Linked DNA regions of Salvelinus alpinus: region 2 is linked to region 1. A link is a contact called in public Hi-C data. All regions are on one chromosome and are shown on one strand. The core of a region is the stretch at or near the end of the contact, and the rest is flanking DNA. Distances in the headings are between cores, read along the strand shown. Region 1 holds the start of LOC139539036 (tyrosine-protein phosphatase non-receptor type 4-like). Region 2 holds the start of LOC139539044 (receptor activity-modifying protein 1-like).

The links. Hi-C and Micro-C count contacts between places; a contact is called where the count stands out from the background.
Region 2: a contact with region 1 is called in a Hi-C map of red muscle, with 7 times the contacts expected there. The contact joins the promoter of LOC139539044 here to the promoter of LOC139539036 in region 1. A contact is called at or near these places in 2 of 3 Hi-C or Micro-C datasets (muscle and red muscle).

Annotation. Positions count from the first base shown.
Region 1 is chr14:51,188,211-51,193,229 of SLU_Salpinus.1, forward strand. LOC139539036 (tyrosine-protein phosphatase non-receptor type 4-like) reads left to right here and starts at 3,448. Exons shown (of 27, transcript XM_071341722.1): 1 at 3,448-3,890. It overlaps tmem177 (transmembrane protein 177), which reads left to right. Exons shown (of 2, transcript XM_071341723.1): 2 at 1-634. The coding sequence ends at 157.
Region 2 is chr14:51,352,009-51,356,740 of SLU_Salpinus.1, forward strand. LOC139539044 (receptor activity-modifying protein 1-like) reads left to right here and starts at 1,829. Exons shown (of 3, transcript XM_071341735.1): 1 at 1,829-2,782. The coding sequence starts at 2,725. It overlaps LOC139539038 (band 4.1-like protein 5), which reads left to right. Exons shown (of 25, transcript XM_071341727.1): 25 at 1-979.

The DNA of each region.
Region 1 (5,019 bases), core at 2,198-4,697:
GAACAAGACGCTACGTTCGCTGATGGGCCAGAAGGGGGAGGAGATGTACGCGCCCAGTGGCAACCTGTTCCCTGCTCACCTGCTAAGACTGAAGCACGCTCCTTACACCTCCAGGAGGGACGGCATTGTGGGCCTACTCAAGGAAGAGAAGGCCTAAAAAGGACATTGGAAGCCCAGTAATCTCCGCACCAAGAACCAAATATCACGTGAGCTTTGACCTCTGGCCAGCTACTTGTAAAGTCTGACACGAGACTAGAAGCCCACTGCTGTTTGTGCTAGTTTTCCAGCAGGTATTATTTATGAAATCACAATTACTGTGAGGAAAAAGGACATTTCAACCACATGTAACATTGCCTGAATAATGACAGTTATACTTGACCTTGATACTATCGTTTCTTTTATCAGTGACCTCAATTTGAGCACAAATTTGCCTAAAATTGGTCTACATGGTGAACCTGCACTTTTGTGTTGTAAAATACATCAGGGCAAGGCACAATACAAATATTTCATAACATTACCAATTTGACAAAATGTATGTTATAATGTTTAAACGTGTGCAGCTGACTTGTGTGAGATGAAATTGTTGTGAATGTTTAACCACAACAAATAAATAGCCTTTGGCTATTGTGTGAGAGAGAGTGTGTGTGCGTGAAGGGAATCAAGAATCAGTTTGGTTTTAATGAACCCATCTTTTTAAAGCAATTTGCTTGGTGATACAGATCTTAATCTCCCGAGTCTCCACATTTAGCAGTTGTCTGCATATGAAATTGGAAACTTAATCTAGTTTTTTAATCACATCTCACACGTCTGAAGCCCTGTGGCGTTCTACAAAAAGAACCAAATAATTAACGTTGTGACAGAGTGACTACTGCAGAGCAAAACTGAACCTAGAGACTAATAGCATTGTCAAATGAAGGTGCATCTCAATGGCACTTTATCTCGGTCTAAATCATAGAGCCAGAACAAAATCCACACTAGTCACAGCAATTGACAGCGTCTTTTTAGCTTTGATAGTGAGGCTCTCATGGGCTATATACGAATGCCTGTGTTTGTGATTACAAAAAACTCCAATCATTTTATGCAACGGAAAACTTGTTTAGGAAAATGACAATTCTCCACCCAACTTCCATGGAAATGTGATTGGGCCGTTCTCCACAGAAACTAATTACAGCACTGTACTGGGCTACCACCAATGGTACCCACAGACTGGGTGGAGATGACATGGGGTACCACTAATTTGTGACAATAGATACTCTACAATTCATAGTTTAAAAAAATCACATGCAAATAGCATTTATCTTTTAAAATATATTCTCAGTTTTTTACATACCACTTCACCAGTATGAGAGAAAATCATTTTCATCACCACATCAGTCATTGCTAACTGCATACATGGATTGTCAACAGAAGTGGGAGGATCAAGAGAAGTACACTATATATACAAAAGTATGTGGACACCCCTTCAAGTTAGTGGATTCGGCTATTTCAGCCACACCAGTTGCTGATAGGTGTATAAAATGGAGCACACAGCCATGCAATCTCCAAAGACAAACATTGGCAGTAGAATGGCCTTACTGCAGAGCTCGGTGACTTTCAGCGTGGCGCCGTCATAGGATGGCACCTTTCCAACAAGTCAGTTCGTCAAATTTCTGCCCTGCTAGAGATGCTCCAGTCAACTGTAAGTGCTGATATTGTGATGTGGAAACGTCTAGGAGTAACAACGGCTCACCATGTGTAATGCCAAGCGTCGGCTGGAGTGGTGTGAAGCTCACCGCCATTGGACTCTGGAGCAGTGGAAACGTGTTCTCTGGAGTGATGAATCGCGCTTCACCATCTGGCAGTCCGACGGACAAATCTGGGTTTGGCAGATGTCAGGAGAACGCTACCTGCCCCAATGCATAGTGCCAACTGTAAAGTTTGGTGGAGGAGGAATGATGATCTGGGGCTGTTTTTCATGGTTCGGGCTAGGCCCCTTCGTTCCAGTGAAGGGAAATCTTAATGCTACAGCATACAATGACATTCTAGACGATTCTGCGCTTGGGGAAGCGAAAAACAAAACGGTTTGGGGAAGGGCCTTTCCTGTTTCAACATGAAAATGCCCCCATGCACAAAGCGAGGTCCATACAGAAATGGTTTGTCAAGATCGGTGTGGAAGAACTTGACTAGCCTGCACAGAACCCTGACCTCAACTCCATCGAACACCTTAGGGATGAATTGGAATGCCGACTGCCAGCCAGGTCTAATAGCCCAACATCAGTGCCCGACCTCCCTAATACTCTGTGGCTGAATGGAAGCAAGTCCCCGTAGCAATGTTCCAACTTATAGTGGAAAGCCTTCCCAGAAGAGTGGAGGCTGTTGTAGCCGCAAAGGGGGGACCAACTCCATATTAATGCCCATGATTTAGGTATGAGATGTTCGACGAGCAGGTGTCCTCATACTTTTTGTCATGTAGTGTAGGTGTATGGAAATCAAATCAGCTAATTGGGCAGATTTGTTACCACTTAAGACCATTTTGCTGGCTGATTCGGATGCACGACAAGTCGATTATGGACAACTATAGCATTTTAGCTAAGCCTAACCCTTTTCCGAACCATTCTCCTAACCTGCCAAGTTAATTATCCTAACCCTTTTCCTAACCGGACACGTTAATTATTCTAAACTGCTACGCCACGTTAGTTCTCTTAACCTGCTATATTAACATTAAGTTAACATTAAATATTTAATTTAAGCTGACCCGCAGTGCACCTGGTTATGGCCTGTCTAACCAATAATGGAGACTTGACGTTGCACCCATCGCTGTTGATCCAACCATTGATTCTACTGCACCCATCGCTGTTGACCCATCCAGTTATTTTGCAAAGCCCACTTTCAGACACTCCAAGTATGTAGGTACCCATACTTGCCCCATCATTGGTCGCAGTGATATGGAATTAAGGGGGTAGTACTGTTCTTGTTTGGACCACATGATGTCGCCACAGCCCAAATTTACATTCTACTCTACAGTCGCATTGTCTGGCCTAACCCACAGTGGTGTATTGTTAATATAGTTCATTCACAGTCACAGGCCTAGATATTTCCTGAATTTAGGGCAATAACAAACTAATTTAGGCTAATTCTGACCAACAATGGAATATTGCATATCCTGTGGCTAAAATTAACTGAGGCAATGGTGTCGTTTCCTCGCCACTGACTACCGGTATTCTACTCCACACTGTTGCTTTTAGATTTCAGTGACCTTGGCTGCACAATGTTCTAAGGTGATGCCACAGTTCTCACAATACATTCGGTAAATCTATAAAACCGGCAAAATACCAATAACATGGCATGAAAAGTAGTGGAAAAATTACAGGAATGCTCACTCGCGATTTAACAAATTAAAACCACGCCTCCCTGTCCTGTGACTCCACCCCCGTGCACTGGTGGCGCTACGGAGATTGCGCCGGTACGTTGCTATGCTGTTGCCTCTGCTGCAGTGAGCGTGCATTGACAACGGACTCCGCTGAGAAAGTCAGAGACGCTATTCGGCAATCCGGAATACACTTTTTCCCCCAACATTTATGTCGCTCATACCCTCTCATTTACAAATCAAAGGAATTGTAAATATCATTCACTCGGTCTGAGATGCCTGCTGGTTCGCTGTAGCCAATGGTTGCTGTATGTTGTGTGTGGATTATTCGTCGCCGAGCTAGTCGCATATTCGAACTAGTAAAGGGCCCGCAGACAGTTGAATGTATGAAGCTGAAGGATCGGAGTGATAAAAATGAGGTTTTGTCGGAGTTCCCAGCGGGTGAACTGAACTTGGATTTTCAGTCCCTCACCCTAAACTCATTTCCCGCTGTAAGAAAACCATATTCCTTAAAAACTGGAAGCCTCTGGAACTGTTTATGACGGTAAGATATTTGACCAACTAGCTACAGTACCTAGCTAAGCGAGAACGTTACTCCTTAGAGCCACATTGTACTGAAAAGTAATGCAGCTTGTTAGTTACTGTACAGTAAGTTCACGTTAGATGGGAATGAAGTAGCTAGCTAACGTTAGCTAGCTAAATTGCTAGGTCACTTTTGCTGTCCATAAACCCAACCAAGATATAGCTAAATGTTTTGCGAACTTTTCTAGTTGCACTTTTGAACTGTCCTATACTCGCGTCCAATGTAGGCTATGCCTTTGGGTTTTTATTGGAAATGATGAAAATAAACTGTTCACTACTGTTACTGTAACGTTACTATCTCACTGTAACGTTAAAGGTATTCACAAGACTTCAGCTAACGTTAGATTTAGCCAGCTCAAATTTGACAGATTATGGAAGGAGAATAGCAAGCTAACAGTATTTAGCTAATCCAATTCTGGATCATGTTGGAACTAGCTACTGTAGCTAGTTAGGCATTTGACTAGATATTTATATTTTAATTACGCAGCTAGCTAAATTAGTTATGATGCTAACTAAATTAACCCATTCTAAAATAGCCTACAACAGAGCCTAAATTGTCATAATTAGCATCCAGTTACTGTATCCGCATGGCCCACTATCACCAAAGACAGTACAGTATGTGATCACTCACAACTGTTCAACCAGGTTGCAGTTGCGTTGTACTGACAGCTGTATCAATCCTGTCACTTTCTTGTTGGTCATTTTGAAACAACATTAGGGAGAACTAACGTTACAAGCATTCGTCAAGGGTTTCCTTCCTTCTGACATTACTGAGGGCTGTTTCAAATGAGTAAATCGATGGTTAATCTGTATTTTCTGAATTTGGACATAATTAAATTATGTAGCTAGCTAATGTGGTCAGCGTTTACAATTACTTAATCGTCAGACATGCCACATTAATGTTTGTGGAAGCGCATCGAGAGCGTACCTGGACTGATTTCAGCCTGCGAGCTCGAACATGTCACTACGTGAAAGCAAATTGAATTCCACATCAATAATTTGTTTATGTTTTATTGTCCGAGTTCTGCCTGAATGAATGATAGTCTACATCACAAGACCGGACCTCTCACTTTTCGCAAATGTGTACTGGT
Region 2 (4,732 bases), core at 579-3,078, 160 kb after region 1:
TTCCTGGTGTAACTCGGGCAGTTGTTGCCATCCTGTACCTGTCCTACAGGTGTGATGTTCGGATGTACCGATCCTGTGCAGGTGTTACACGTGGTGTGCCACTGAGGATGATCGGCTGTCCGTCCTGTCTCCCTGTAGCGCTGTCTTAGGCGTCTCACAAGTCAGGACATTGCAATTTTTTGCCCTGGCCACATCTGCAGTCCTCATGCCTCGCAGCATGCCTAAGGTACATTCACGCAGATGCGCAGGGACCCTGGGCATCTTTCTTTTGGTGTTTTTCAGAGTCAGTAGAAAGGCCTCTTTAGTGTCCTAAGTTTTCATAACTGTGACCTTAATTGCCTACCGTCTGTAAGCTGTTAGTGCCTTAATGACCGTTCCACAGGTGCATGTTCATTAATTGTTTATGGTTCATTGAACAAGCATGGGAAACAGTGTTTAAGCCCTTTACAATGAAGATCTATGACGTTATTTGGATTTTCACGAATTATCTTGAAAGACAAGGTCCTGAAAAAGGGACGTTTCTTTTTTTGCTGAGTTTATAAACTAATTTGCCTGGCAAGAACATTCTTTGTCATATTATTGAATTCCATCTGCATTATAGATTGTAGAGATGGTGATTGACCAACATGAGTGGTCTTTTTTAAAGCTCTGAGAGGAAACTTTTCTCAGTTAAACATACCACTGTTTTTCTCTGCTGTTAGAAATTGTGCCTCACCATGTAAGTGCAATTGTGCTGTAGCTCTCGTACGTTTAATTTATTCCTCTTTTTGTAAGAGCACCCTTGTTATTCGCACTGTATTTAAGTGTATTGTAGATGTTAAAAAAACTGCTCTAGATAGTCACCATACCGATCTTGTATGTACATTGAACGTCATTACTTTTTAAAGGATATGTAGACTAGTATGCCAGTAGTAATTTTGTACAATGTAGTAAATTCTGTAAGTAAAAAAAAGTATTATAAAAAAACAAGTGTGAATTCTTCCATTTAAGATCTCTGGTCTTTGAGAAAATGTGGATCTCTTCCTGTACATGCAGTATTATCATGAATGATATGTCCATCAGCATCGATTCATTGATTTCCTATAGAGCCTTTCCAGATGCTCGAAGACTCACCTCTTCCACCACCAATGTGTAGCACCCACTTGGGGGGGGATGCATGGTCAGCAACCATTTCTGCCAGAACGCTCACCACACATCAGCTATCGGGTGGAGAGATTAATGAAATATGCCAATGAGGAATGGAGCTGTTTGTTGGGACTGCGGGAGCTGTAATTCTGCCTTGATATATTCTAACACTAGATGGCAACATTAGGTGAGGTTGGACTGTACTACTTTATCGTCAAACTTGCTCAACCTGTCTGGTTTAACCCCTTAAATCCAATCCCATAGGTCAAATGTATTTTTTTTTTTTTAAATGTATGTAGAAGCCTATGAACTTTGACATCACATTGTGTAGTAGGCTAGGATGAATGTCATTTTATTATAATGTCAACAATGACACCAGGCTGATACTGATCACTTTTCCCAGAAGCAAGTGTTCATTTTGAATGTGTAACAGGCACCATTTGCTCACAATTTGTTTTATGTACAGTACTGAATGTATGTAGTCCCTGCAGCAAAGTCGGCCTCTGCCTTATGCTGCGTTCAAAACAACTGAGAACTCGAACAATACGAGGTCAAATCATGACGTCAGTGATCTTCAGGTCGGAAAGTCGGAGCTCTAGAAAGAGGCTCGAGTTCGCGAGATCAAAACGGTTTTTTCCCCAGACGTGTTTTGAACACACTGAAGTAGGAAGTTGAGATTTCCCAGTTGCTTTGAACGCGGCATTACCCCCAGAATAGCTTACCGACATCAGGGATAATCGACCAGATACAGCTGCGTCCCGATTTCAGGGGACCATAACATATTTTAAAATAATTGATAGACTGCAAATTGACCGCAAGAATCCCAAACATATACATTTGCCTAAAACCTAATAATTTTAAACCTTGCTGACATTTGTATGCTTGGGAATACTTTGGAACAGATTTACAAAATGTAAATAATTGAGCTGATTTGCTGGTGTTTAATGTCCCCCAAAAATACAATTATAGATTTGTTTTGCTCAGAACGTGGGGTGTCAAATCAAATCACCTGTGTTCCCCCCCAGTTGGGGAACCCTGGCCTACATTCTGGTTATGGTCCCTTGGCTCTCCCACGCACTCTCTGTTGGTGTCAGTCAAGAGAACGTACGCTCGAGACCCAGCAATTCACTGGAGGCTCTACTCTGGCTCAGTGCGTTTCGTTTACGCATGGTTGGTTGGAGTTGCCAAGTATGTCCTCGTAGTGTACGCAAGGTTTTTGGACTCTAATGGAACTTACAATTTTTGAATTATCAAGACTCGATGTTGGTTGCATATTCATTTAAATGATAGCGAATCTATTTCGTAAAGAAAGCTGACGGGAGAGGTTACTCCGAAAGCAAAACTCGCGACGACCCGACCCAAGTGTACCTCTTCCGAGTTCTTGCGCAAGGTGATAGTGACCGTGACGACAGTTGAGCTGCCTTCATAGTTGGCTGAGAGGAACGAGTCGAATGCTTATGGATTACAACTCTGTGATTCTGTGACAGGGTCGTCTCTTAGTGGATACATTAGCGAGGAGAATTGTGACGCTTTTATCGTCGGTTTCATCTTAACGCTTCTCCAACTTCTTGCATTGGATAGTTGTTTTTAAAGAAGACCATGGCATCGGATACCACACCAGTGTTGTCGAAACAGGTGCTCCTGTGGCTGGTTGTAGGTAAGTTTTGGAGAGACGCGCAGCGCACCGCTATTCTTGATGCCGCTCAAGGCTTTCTTTAATTCCATTCTATAAATTATGATTGGCCATGATGGTTTATCATTCATTAATGAATGATGACCATAACATAATTCGATAGAAACTGGAAAGATAAAGTATTGATATATTAAAATAATGACCATTCCTTTCATGTCAAATCATTGATTTATTAGTAATATATAAATATTATTAAATCATGTTAATATTTTTAGAGATTCCTATATTCAATCATTTTAGAAACCATGAAAAATAATATTAATTCTAACAAATAAACGTGCTTGTCTGAGCCAGAGGGTTGACTTGTGTGTATATATGGAAAATCGTCATCATGAATCCGAATTATTACATATCCTAAGGGCATTTTCATAACATTTCGTGAAAGGAGGACGCTCCAGACATGGAAGGTCTAAGTGGCTTGTAAAAATGTCATGTCAATATGACATTTAGATTTTCCAGCAAGTTGGAGGTGCTCAACGGACCCATCCACACAAGTTAATTATCGGTTTTAATTAATCATGCAAAGCTCCCTCCTGCTGAGAAATGTAATTTACACTTCTCTTAACCAGCCTGCTGTGCTAAGGTCTGATGAGGGGTGTTGCTGTCTGTGCACACCTAATGGCTTCACTTTGCTCCCCAGTTTTCCTTTCCCCTTCAGCACTATCCACGTGGAGCCTCTCTATATTTCCTGTACACACACCGACTCACAGGACCAAGACATGGCTCCTCATAACTATTGAACTATTTTTGTCTAAGAATAGGCTAGCATTCTCTTTGCCTATTAAAAAGCTAGGTTTTTGGCGCTGTCTTGCCTACTGTTAAAACAGATGGAATACTTTGACCTACCTAACTGAGGTGATAATAATGTCAAATGATAGTTCACATCATTCAATATTATATGATTAATATTATTTGTTTCCCTGATAAACCCGGCAATTGTGGATGCTTCGCATAGTACTGTAATGGTCTGTGGTGTTTAACTGTGTGAGAGTCTGAGTCATAACTGCAGAAGGCCACTGTGTGTTAGGACCCATACGATACAGCAGCTCTGACTTTTAAATGAGGGAACTCTTATTCATTTTTTAATGGTTTAATCTCAAAACAGTATAGAAATGGGAGCATGTCATGCTAAAACATTCCTCCATTTTGTTTTGTTCATAACAGAACCTCAATCAATACACAACCCTTTGTGCAAAATGCTGTCCACACTACTGTACTCTAAGAGCCCTGGCTAAAAATCACAAGAAAATCATATTTAAAACAAGCTCAAAGAACATTTACATAGCTTGTCTCAGTCTCTCTCTATTTCCCTGTTTGTCTAAATAAAGCTTAATAGCTTAAATGAGGGTGGAATTTCACTCTCTTACAAAATACAATACATTTAGCAGTATGTTTTATAGTTGTGTTATCCCTGCTGGTTGATCCAGTGAGGCATGCTTAGCTGCAGTGTTCTGATCCAGTGAGCCATGCTTAGCTGCAGTGTTCTGATCCAGTGAGCCATGCTTAGCTGCAGTGTTCTGATCCAGTGAGGCATGCTTAGCTGCAGTGTTCTGATCCAGTGAGGCGTGCTTAGCTGCAGTGTTCTGATCCAGTGAGGCATGCTTAGCTGCAGTGTTCTGATCCAGTGAGGCGTGCTTAGCTGCAGTGTTCTGATCCAGTGAGCCATGCTTAGCTGCAGTGTTCTGATACAGTGAGCCATGCTTAGCTGCAGTGTTCTGATCCAGTGAGGCGTGCTTAGCTGCAGTGTTCTGATCCAGTGAGGCATGCTTAGCTGCAGTGTTCTGATCCAGTGAGGCGTGCTTAGCTGCAGTGTTCTGATCCAGTGAGGCGTGCTTAGCTGCAGTGTTCTGATCCAGTGAGGCATGCTTAGCTGCAGTGTTCTGATCCAGTGAGGCATGCTTAGCTGCAGTGTTC